Regions from separate parts of the Astyanax mexicanus genome. Here region 2 is linked to region 1. The links are chromatin contacts, called in public Hi-C maps. All regions are on one chromosome and are shown on one strand. Each heading gives the region's core, a stretch centred on a gene start, on an enhancer-like site or on the middle of the called end of the contact. The rest is flanking DNA. Distances are from core to core; before and after follow the strand shown.

Evidence for each region. Hi-C and Micro-C count contacts between places; a contact is called where the count stands out from the background.
Region 2: a contact with region 1 is called in a Hi-C map of blood, with 5 times the contacts expected there. The contact joins the promoter of LOC103026136 here to the enhancer-like site in region 1. A contact is called at or near these places in 2 of 3 Hi-C or Micro-C datasets (blood and muscle).

The regions. Positions count from the first base shown.
Region 1 is chr1:86,184,840-86,191,120 of AstMex3_surface, reverse strand. It overlaps rhag (Rh associated glycoprotein), which reads left to right. Exons shown (of 10, transcript XM_007255505.4): 3 at 1,722-1,872; 4 at 3,236-3,383; 5 at 3,767-3,933; 6 at 4,280-4,417; 7 at 5,205-5,326; 8 at 6,097-6,170. Among protein-coding and RNA genes, the nearest start is that of rhag, 14 kb to the left of the region's middle. Within about 2 kb of position 3,855, the one cell type or tissue checked has an H3K27ac peak away from gene starts, as active enhancers do.
Region 2 is chr1:86,227,100-86,233,273 of AstMex3_surface, reverse strand. It overlaps LOC103026136 (disks large-associated protein 2), which reads right to left and starts at 1,503. Exons shown (of 12, transcript XM_022684282.2): 1 at 1,447-1,503.

The DNA of each region.
Region 1 (6,281 bases), core at 2,606-5,105:
CGGTCAGCCGCCTTGCTAATATGCTGAAGAAAATCTTCCCTTCGACACTCAGCAAGGAAATAATCCTGAACTGGTCTATGTTCTTGGAAACTTCCTCCTTTGGGATCCAGACTCCTTCAGCAAATCGCCACTGCCGCGCCACTTTTCCTCTTCTCCAGATAACTTTCAAGATCTTCCACAACCTTTCCAGTAACAGGGGACAGTTTTTGTAGACCTTGTAGGGCACTCCACTTGGACCGGGAGCTGAACTAGATCGTGCCTTCTTCACAACATCCTGCACCTCTTTCAGGAGTGGTTCCCTGCCATCAAACTCCTTGGTGGGCGGAGGTGGTTGTATCAGGGTGTTGCACTGGCCTAAGTCCTGCTGCCTGGCAGGGTCGCTGTAGGTGGTCTGGATGTGCCGATCGATCTCTTCCTTGGAGCAGGCCAATCTCCCACCACGCCTCTGTCCCAAGAGTTGCTTAGTGAAGCCGAAGGGGTTGGCTATAAAGGATGCTCGCTTCCTGGTCCTTTCTTTCCGCCTCCGTCTGTGCCATTCAGCTCTGCGGAGGGTCAGCAGCTTCTTTCTCAGAATGGTTCGCAGCTCTACCAAGGGAGGGCGTTGCTCCTCACTTGCCTCCTTGAACTGCAGTTTGAGAGACTTGAGCTCCTGCCGGATCCGGTGGATTTTTGCTGCTCTCTGGTTCATGGTGAAGGGTGCTCCTCCTATCCTCTTCTCCACTACTCCGAACCTTTCCACAGCTAGCCTGACGATGATTGTCGTCATCGTCTGCAGCCTTCGGTCCGCATCACCCTTTGCCGTTGCATCTAAGACAGAGTTGGCATCCTCATCAAACTGCTGCCAGACTGCTGTCTTGCAGGCCTGTGGCCATTTGATTTGAATCCTCTCCGGAAGGTCTCCAGAAGTCTGTACTCCGGTCTCCGGAAGTCTGTCTCGAGGAATTGGTTGCGGCACTTGGAGGTTCCTGGCTCTGTGGGGTATCTCCGGGCCTGGCTCCTCCTGCGTCTCATCAGGTTGAGTACCTGTGCGTTGTGGCGCTTGCTCTTCCTCCAAACATCTCATCCGGGTTTGGTGAATCTTAAGACCTCGACTGTTCTTGCAGACCTTTCCGCATCTGCACTTGCTTATCGTTAATTGCAGATGCGGAAAGGTCTGCAAGAACAGCCGAGGTCTTAAGATTCATTGTGGGACTAGATTTTTAACGATAGATATATACTATTTTAACACGTATATCATAAGCATAGCTTATAATGTATTATGATCATAATGCTTAATAAACATGGCTATAGTGGGTTATGCATTTTTATAAATATTTATAGCCATGTTTATAATGCCTTATGAATGCATTATAATATATTATGAATATAGATATAGAGTCTAATAAAGATGACATTCATAGAAAGTGTTACCACACATACATGTTATGGATGTCACTATAAGAAAATTTATGGCATTTTTATAAATTATTATGAATTCATAATGCATTATTATTACAGGTTTAATAGGAAGTGTTACACAATTTACACCGTTTTTGATGCTATATGTAACCTTTAAAAAAGGTACTATGAAGATTCTGCTAAATGCTTTTTTTTTACCAATGTCCTTTAAAAATGCACAGAACCATTCATTCAAGGACATTGGTTCTAGTAGTTGCCTTGGGTCTGTAAGAGAGCTTATAATATACAGTAGCTAACTGGAACCTGCGCTCCTCTCTACACAGCATGATCAACGCAGATTTCAGCACAGCCACAGTGCTGATCTCGTTTGGTGCCGTACTGGGGAAGACCAGTCCAGTGCAGCTGCTCATCATGACCCTGCTGGAGATCACCACCTTCTGCATCAATGAGCACCTGGCTGTCACAATGCTGGGGGTATGCATTGTGGATTTATTCATTCCTAGTTTTAATCACTAACTTACTGGAACAATTTCAGACCTCAGAACTCAAAGCTTGACAATTCTCCACAAAATCACCAGATCTACATATGTATGAATAGGTTAGATTAGAATGTGGACAACATATATTATTATTACGTGGGGTTAGACATAAATTATTACCCAAGTATATCATGATATAGCATGATACAAATAATAAAATAAAAATTGAATACTGCTTGTTTTACCGCCTTTTTGTGAAACTTTATGGTTAGTATGGATGAGTTTATGGCTTCAGATTGACCTGGTCAAAACAACAAACATGGAAACTGAAAAGAATGTATCCTGTGGTTAAATTAAACACAGGTAAATATATAAAAGTCTGGCCCGCCTGCTTTCACCATAAACAGACACAAAGCATGACAACAAAAATGCTTTGATGTATATTTTGGGTCAATGTTCTATTGGAACACCCAGCTGTGTCCACATTTTAGCCATGTTACATATTAAATATGTTGTCCTTCACTGTAGACAGTGACACTGCTGATCCAGTCCCTTGCAATTTATTGCAGGCCTGTGTCTCACTGACTTTGAGTAATTTCTGACCTTTTAAACCAAGTTTCTCTGAGCTGACGGTGAGAATTTGGGTAGTTTATTAAGAAGCAGCTTGAAGACACAATACTGACATAAAAATCATTGACAATTCTTCTTAGATTTGCAATCACAGGAAGCTGAGTGGTCTAGCGGACTAAAAACTGCCACTATGATCAGGAGATCGCTAGGCTCTGAGAGTGCTGTGATGCTGCTCAGCAATGCTGCATCAGGAGCAGCTGGAAAAGAGGCGGAGGCTGACCACATGTTGTGGAGGAGGGATGTGCTAGTCTTCACCCTCCTGGTGTTATAGCATCACTTGTGATGTTGGATATACATCTGACTAACAGCTGAATGGATGGGAGAGTCGGCCTAGCTAAATCGGGGATAAAACATGAATTTGAAATAAATCATTAAAATAAAAAATATGCAACCCAGCTTTAATCAATCGTGATCACTAACAGGGCGTTAAGAGTGATCGACCAAAACAAACAGCTCAACATTATCATGACACTGAAGTCAAAGATGAGTGTATGTAAGTCATGGTGGATGATGCAGATCTCAATTCATTTAGCCAAGATGTTTTAGGCTTTCTCCCTCTACGATCATCACTATATCTTTTATATTCACAACGCATTAAGTAGAGTAAATACCTGGATTTCTAATTGTAAAAATAATATACTGGGGAGTAAAAAAAAATGTGAAAATGTGAAAATGAGTACTTACTCAATAATTTCAATATTATACAAATAATTTTTTTCTGTTAACAGGCCTCTGATATTGGTGCCTCCATGACCATCCACGCTTTTGGAGCATACTTTGGGCTTGCTGTGGCTCGCGTGCTTTACCGTCCTGGTCTGCGTAACGGCCACGATAATGAAGGCTCTGTCTACCACTCTGATCTGTTTGCAATGATTGGTATGTGCAAAAACTCTACCAGGAATTACATACAGCAGTTACACACTGACAGTAACTGATCAGGTACATTTCATTTACAGCTGCAGTACAGTACGCAAGACCATCATTAATAATAACCAGTAACAGTAATGCTACCAAACAGTGGAGGTGGCTGGCAGTTTGGAGGAATGTTTAGTTGTTAGCAATGTGAAAATGCAAAATGATTTGTTACAAAGTTCAGTGAAAAAAGCAAACAACTCTCTGAACATGAGTTTGCATACATAAAATGCAATACAGTTAATTAGGATGTGGTAAAATACATGCATTTTTTAATTTCATATTTTAAATATGTTGTCTAATTACTTCCTGTTTGCCTTTTTTGACTGTTAATTGTGTGTCTGTAGGTACTGTGTATCTGTGGATGTTCTGGCCCAGCTTTAACTCTGCCATCGCTGAACCCGGAGCTGCACAGCTCAGGGCCATTGTTAACACCTACTTCTCTCTGGCTGCGTGCACACTGGCTGCCTATGCCACCTCCAGCCTGGTGGAAGGAAAGGGAAAACTGGACATGGTGAGAGAAAATTTAATTTACAGAACATTGAAAAAAATAAAGTTGGATTAAATATCTACAAGGATATTCAAAAACGATTTAGAACGTCTAAAAACTCCATATCCTACAATGTATGTCTTAAGGTCCACATTTGTGTGGTTTTATGTGATTTTACTGATATAAGAGAAATTAACTCTGATTAAGAACTTCAGTTTCAGTTAGCAGAGCTAAACTGTGGAAGGCTGAAAAACAGCCTGTTTTTGCAATTAAGCTTTTAAATGTTCACATTTCTATATGGAGAGAAAATATGTTTATAATAATATTAAATCCTATGTTTCTTAAAAACGTCCATGTTTTTGTCTTGCAGGTCCACATCCAGAACGCTACACTGGCCGGTGGAGTTGCTGTTGGAACTTGTGCTGATATGGCCATTGGTCCTTTCGGAGCCATGGTGATCGGAGTCTGTGCTGGAATTATCTCCACTCTCGGCTTCAAATTCCTCTCTGTATGTACATCCAGCTATACATACATATTAAAACACAGTCTACACAATCACATAACAAAATCATAGATTTGGTTGTTGACTTTAGTTCCAGTTTTTAGTTCCACTAGAAGCAAATAAAGGAAATAAAGTAGTTGGTAGGTGCTGGATATGAACTGGAAATAATGGCTATCCCCCAGTAGATCACACACCACAAATCATAATTTACTATATTAATGTTAATTTGCCTTTATTCAAATATTAGTATTTCACAGATAGATGGTAATGTGGGGTTTGTATGTGTAGCCCACCTGGGAACCAAGTTTTGTTAATAGGTTCCATGTTGATCCCACATATGGATGTCAGTGATGGGCCCCATCAGGGTCAGTACATCTTGGTTGTACACTACATGAGAATTAGATAGTCTGCAATGATTGGTCCATTTGGAAATCCCAACTGTTTCCCAGTAAAAATACATGTACAAACCCACTCTGAGTCCACTCATGCCCACCTAGAACCCACCTAGCCATGGGGGACCCTCTGAGTAGCCATCATGCAAAGAGGAAAGCAATGGATCCCCAGCTATGTTACATGGCCTGTGCCAGCCATCTGTTTAGCTGATCCTGTGCTGTTGTAACATGATTCTCTGTTCTAAGGTAGTGTGCGCCGAACAGGTCTATTGGACTGAATGTTAGTTTAAGGACTATTGCAGTACTAAATACCCAGCCTGTCAGTCAGTTTTGCTTGGTAAATTAAACGTTTTTGGGCAGTAAATTGATATTATCACCTCTTTCCCTTGTGTTCTCTGTAGCCCATCCTTGCATCCAGCCTGGGAATTCAGGACACTTGTGGAGTGCATAACCTGCATGGCATGCCCGGCATTCTAGGTGGCTTGGCTGGAATTTTAGCCGCTCTACTGGGAAAGAAAGAAAAGTAAGACCATACAACAACACATTTATACACACACATATGTAAAGACAAAATGAATAAGCCTGAAAGAAAGTGTAACTAAATAGAGGACAATACACACGCAAGGTAGCAGTGTCTTGGACATAAACCTCTTGCGCTAGGGATCATTTCTATATTTATGTGTTTTGCAGCTTTAACAGTGCAGGCACAACACTGTTCAAACACTGCCTCACAGGCCCTTTTAATAATTGTTATTCAGCATAGTCTAAACTATGCACTGACAACTATTCATGATACATAAAAAAGTAAATGCTATTAACTGCCAAATGGTCCGTTTAAGAATCCATTAGTTGGCGTTTCAAACTAACCCATCAGTTCTATCATTTAAAAATATTTTATCATTATCACAGCATTTAAGTTTAGACTATAAGAATTTATATGTTTAATAAATTAAGCCATAATCTTCTTTTGTTTTCTTTTTCACATTATCTTTTGTGGTAGCTATTATAAAATGTTATTATTATAATGTTAAATTAATCATGATGTAGAACAGCAAGTGTAAAAACTTTAAAGAACTTTAAGTGACATAATTGAAAAACACAAATTTCACACAATAGAAAGATGATAATATCAGCTAAACATTTTTGCTAGTCGTGCACACTCGAGATAAGGACCATTTAGAGCAGAATGTGACAAAATATTCTGGGGCTTTTGTAAAAACGTTATATTCATAAGAATGTAATGCTTCTCTACCTGATATTTCATGATGCACTGATATTGTATTTTTCTATCAGTGTGTTTCCAGGCACTCAGGCTGCAGCTTTGGCCTCATCAATTGGTTTTGCCCTGGTTGGAGGTGCAATCACTGGTGAGTGACTAGATATATTTTATGGATAGTATTTGTCAAACATTATATATTAAAGGTTCTTTTTTTGCTGACAAATAGTTCTGAAATATTCCAATCCCTTTTTAAGTGAGT
Region 2 (6,174 bases), core at 254-2,753, 45 kb before region 1:
ACTCAAAGTCAAAAGAAAAACTCATGACACATGCTCAGAACCAGTCAAGTTTTGAAAGTGGTTACAAAGATTAAAGGGTAGGACAAAATATAAATTTTGTAATATATATTGCATAGTTTTTGTTTACGATACGGTATATGGTACATGGTGTCAAATACTGATATTTTTATGGACACATGAGAACTTTTAACCAGCTGTTTGCCACATTGCTTTCTGCTCTGCTGGACGCTGGGGAAACAACTGATCCCAATAGGGATCAGCTAACAGCGGTGCGGCTGCTTGTTCCTTAATTTGACTTACTACAGTTACTGCTAATCAAATAAATATGGTAAACCAGCGGTGAAAATATTGATTGTTTATTTCTGTGAAACGTACACCAATAAAGACAATATTTGCGTATTATATCTGCTTATAAATATGAGTATTGTGTTCTCTTAGACAGTTGTCTTGCGGTATATCACGTTTTGTAGAATCACAGCATTGTGACATCATCTTTATTATGGGCAATGTCTTGTATTGTGATAATATTGTATCGTGAGATGCCCTGCAATTCCCACCGTTTATATCAATGAATTACTATTATCCCAGGAACTATTCTAGAACAACATTACGGAAATGGCAGATCACAATGCAAGTGCAGCAACAATGGCGATTGTAGACCTTGCAGTGACATATTGGCATAAGCGTAAAACAGGTTAGTACACTAATATGTTTTTAGAGATGCACTGAAAGAAAACTCTGGCCAAAATGAAACAAAATATGTGGCTAAAGTTTAAATACCATACTATGTTATTTTGCCTATTTAAACTGGTTTTGCCACTGTTACAGACATTAAATAGCTTAAATATATAATTTTTGTTGCTTTTCTTTAAGTTAAGTATACAACTACAGATCAAAAAGATCTAAAATATTATTATTTTGTTATAAATTGTTGTGCTTTTCATGCTTTTTTCGCACAAATAAATTTGGTTGCTAATTATTTGATGCATCCCTAATGTTTTGTGTACTAACCCAACATACTTGTAATTTTAACATTAGTATATAATGTATACTTTATAGTATTGTGTTTGTAATATGTTGTACGTAAATGTCAAAATACTCATGTACTCTTATCTTTTTAGGTCAGCGTATTTAATAGACTCAAATCTTATCAAATTAATAAACCATCTCTAACCTTTGATAAACTGAGGACAGACATGTACAAAATGCCTCTAAACATAAACACAACGAATACTGATGCACTGTACAAGTGTCTGATACCTTCCAATCACTGTACAGTAAACTTCCTCCAATGATGAGTCAAAAAATCAGCTTACTTTTATCAGACACACACTCACACACACTTTCCATGCACTTGAGAACTGGGTGCATAAGTTCAATGGGTTCAAATTATTCTCTCACCCTCCCTCCCTCCTTCTGTGATTTCTCCTCCCTCATTTCTCTTACCTGAGTCAAGCTTCCTGTCAAGGAAAAGGCAGCAGTGTGTCCGCAGTAGCCATGGTAACACCTGTGCGAAATGGAAAAATGATTATAGATACAATAGAGTGAGATGGATTCATAAACAAAGGAAGATAATTTGGCTTAGCAGACGAGCAGAGAGTGCAGAGAGATTAGCAAAAGACAACAGAGCACTTAAACATGAAGAGGTGAAAAGGATAGAAAGATAAAAAAAGAGATACAGCTTCCTGTCATTAAATTTTTATTACTATTAAGACTTTTTAACCCCATGTGACAACACTTCAGACACACTACTAAAATGAATAAGGCATTATAATATGACATATAACTGATCTGATCTCTCCTGACTGCCCCAGCTGTCTCTCTGCTGGATCTGAAGATTGTCCGATCAGCAAGACCTGCTCAACTGGGCTGAATCCTGACTCATCACATCACTATATGTGGACCAACTCCAGCAGTTCACACTGAAATCTCCATCTTTTCTGGCTCAGTCCATCACAGCAGCACTATCACACCTGCATCCACGTACACCACCCGTGCAAACGAATCCCAGGAGCATCCTACCTTCTTCAGTGCTGACATTCTTATACCATCCTCATCTTCACATTATCTCCTTCATCGGTAGTGATGAAGCATCTGCATCTGCACACCCCAGCACTGGGGAGAATGAACTGGGACGTCACATATTTCTGTCTAATAGGGCATCTACAAGAGGGATATTTCCAATAAAAGCATCAGCTGGCATTAAGGTAAATGCTGCACTGTGTGCTGGTGCAGTCACACAGAGATTTGTTTTGTCCACCTGTATTCGGACATGCCCCGCCCCCACAGGACTACCGGCACTGGCTAGTAGCTCCCACTTACAGGCTCTCCAACAATAGGTAGGCAGGACTGTCTGAATACAGGTGGAGAAAAAAAGCCTGGCGGTTCAGTGCTACAGGCTGCATGTTTGGTGCCCCCACATGGCAGTTCTGTATCCAAACAATCTGAATCCTCACAAATACTCAGATTTCATTCATTTTGGCTAGAATGCATAAATTATGATTGCTGTCAGTAATCTGTTTATAAATGTAAATGTAAATGACAAATCACTCTTTTGAGCAAATTTTAGTAATCTCTTTCTGTTCATTATTTATTGTAATATATGAAAGATTGTTCTAGTTCTGTTTCAGCACCAAGTATCTACAATGCTGCTCTGGCTATAGTTTTTCAATTAGCTAATGAACATGCCAGGGGTGTAGCCAGGCATTTTAAAGGGGACATATTATGCAAAAATTCATGTCCACTTGCATCTCAACCACCCCTATAAACACTTGCGTGAAAGCGTGAAAATCCATCCATCAGTTTTCTGTGGGTCAGCTGAAAGAGTATGGTCTCAGGAATAATACGCTTGTATGAGACATTTGTATGGCTCCCTTTATGGTGATGTCCCAATAAGAAAACCTGCATAGAACCACCCTGGCACCACCCCTCTCCCATCAACCCCTGATTTGATCAGGTGGCAGGTCAGCACATGTGGGAGATTTAAATACATTTAAATAAGGATATTTGTGCTTCTATCGTAGTATGAGCAAACAAGCTTTATCATATGTTGCTATTTAGCACAAGCTAACACTAAGTTGTGGTAAATGCTCAGCATATTCATATTGTGACCAGCAACAGCTTATTTGAATAAAAATGACAGAGCTCATAAACAGCTCTTCCTAAAAGGCACTGAAACCGGCAAGATTACAGTTGGTCAGATCTGGTCAGATCAAAGAGTGATTTTGTGCAATGAACTTGTTTTGTACAGTACAGCCCATAGACCTATTCTAACTTGTGTTAAAAGAGGTATAATATGTCCTCTTTAAACATGGCTTAGACCAAATGTCCAGAACCACTGTGCCACCAAACTGGCACAATGCAGTCAGACAAGTACTGTTTTTCTGGCAACTGCCAAATCCTGACTAGAATAAAGAGTGATTCGTCACTCCAGAGAATAGGTCTTCTAGAGTCCAGTGGCGGTGTGCTTTACATCACTGCATCCAATGCACTGCAAATTTAGCTAAATTTAGTAGCAAGAAGGGCTGTCCACAGATCTTTGGACATATACATAACCAAATGAAAAAATATAAAAATGAATGGAATATGTTTTAAGGGATAAAATTACAGTTATTGTCAATAATGTTTTCTGTAAAGATTTTCTGTAAAGTTGCTTTGCGACATCAATAAAAAAAAAAGCACTATATAAATAAATTCGATTTGATTTGATGTCCAAAACACTGCAGAGTTTAGCATTCACCTGCTTTAGCACATCTAGTTGAACTTGTGAAGGGCTAGGTAATGAACAGGGTAGCAGCATGGCCCTCCAAGACAGCAGTGTGACTCTCCTGTTTAAATGCCTTTCAATGTTTGTAGAGCCCATTAAAGCACCTGTCTGTTTCACTAGAGCTCCTTTTAGCACACTGGTCAAAATGTGCTGCAATCAGCAAGCTGCTAATGCAATTCTGACCTGGGTAGCAGTTCAGTTCACCTTTATATAGAAGCATTGGTCTGAGCTACCATCTATCCCTTCTGCTTTCCTCAATGTAACAAAATCTTTATTACTGCAGCGTGTAAAGGTCAGTCAGTTTGAGAAGGCCTGATGCTGTGACTTTATTTGGCAGGTTATTATGATTTGAGCAGGCTTTATGCAGTTGAGAGCTCCTCTGAGACAACATATGGTGCTCAGCAACTGGGTAAGGATGCTATACATAACAAGATGACCTGGAAAGTACTATAGGTGCTCCAAGATTAGAATGTCAGACCCTGTGCTGTGATCACTATTACCTACACTGAAGAACAATACAGCACAAACTGTTATGGAGAACAGAAATGGTCACATATTCACTGTTTCCTCTTTTGAAGCATTATAGAGAAGGGGTGTTAAAAAATGTTGTTCTGCCATAATGTATTGGTTCTCCAAAACACAGAATTGATTTTTAATTATTGCCTTGTAAAGATTGGTGTCAGACAGGGGTTTGTTTATTGTTGAATTTAAACCCGACTGCTAAAGATCAGTGTTGTTCTCTGTCATTAGATCCTAATGTTCTGATTGGATAAAAAGTAAAGTTTTGTTTTACTCAGGTTTTATAAATATTATGTCTTTTCATATAGAACCAGTGCTAATCTAATCACTATGCTTTATTTGAGTATATCCTCAAATAATTATTCTCAGTTTTGAAGCACTATCTTTAACACTATTATAATGAACAACAGTCCTCCAGGAATATAAATAAGACAAAGGTGGTTAACTACAGTTATTTTAAAGCACTATCTAGAACACTAATATAGAGCTAAATTATATGCCCCCCTAATCACTAAACCCTACTTTGTAGCACTATCTAGCACACTAATATAGGAAACTTTAACACAAGGGAACTAAGAACACTAATACAGAAAACTTGGCATGGCTCACATATGTGTATCAATCATATCCTTCTTGTGGGGATCAAGCTTAAAAAGTGTTTTTTATCAATCTTAGCTCTAGTACACACCTCCAAACCAGCAAGACTCCAGGTATGCTAACACTTGACTCTAATTAGACAAGCGCTTACATACTTTTTTACACTGGCACTCTGAGATTTTAATGTTTTTTCTTAGTGAAAACATGAAAGATTATACTTTTTTGTGAGTTTTTATATAAGGCAAATTTAGTTTGTAAGTACCCTTGACTTAGATGAAGATCAAATTATATTTTATGACAAATTTATGTACAAAACCAATAAATTTTTAAAGTGTTACATGTAATTATAAGTTCAGTTACAGTAAAAATGTAAGTAATAAAAAGAAAGATTACTAGTTAGCTATGATTACATTGCAGCTTAAACAAAACAGCTGATAGTACCTTGTTTAATGCACGTGGCTGATGGGAGATTTTGGTCCTGTTTAATCAGTCAGGCAGCTCTTCACTGAGCCCGCGGTGTAGAACAGCGCCCCCGGTGGAGAACGTGAGACCGCCGGAGCCTGTCTGTCAGTGATAGAAATTACAATAGAACTACATTTTTTAAAAATGAAAAGAAAAATTATGTTAGTGTCCAGAGTACAACACACCTTCCTGCAGTTTATATTCTCCCAGCTACAGAATAACACACTACAGTTTAGAGAAACACTGGAAGGTAAGACATGCTTTATTTGAGCTTTATCATGACTGGCTAGCTAACTAGTCAGCTATCCTAGCTAGTGTTAACTGCTAGACAATGTGTTGTCCAAGTCTTTCTTTCTGTTGGTAAACGAGTGTGCAGGTGTTTTCCTGTGTAATATTTAGATATATTATTATTATATTTAGATACAAATATTATCGACATAAGAAAACCCTTTCAAATACAGTATTTCCATCTTACTAGAAAAAAAAAAACAGCATTCACTGACCCACTGTAAAGCAGTTTCAACTTTATGATGGAAAAAAAAAGTGCTTGTGTCAGACAGATGACTTACATTTTATGGTTAATTGTCCAATAAAAAAAATCAAATTATTATATGTTTTTTTCACTTTACTATTGTTATATTATTTTTATATTAAGTTTGAAAAAAAAAAAAAAAAACACCAATCCGCTGTGAAGTTCCCATTTTGGCGATATGATTTCAAGGAGATATGAAGACAGGATTGTTTTGTGTGATTTTATACTATTATATATTATGTCGTTTAAATAATATGAGATTCAGACTCATCAAAAAGGTTAATGGTCTGGAAATGTG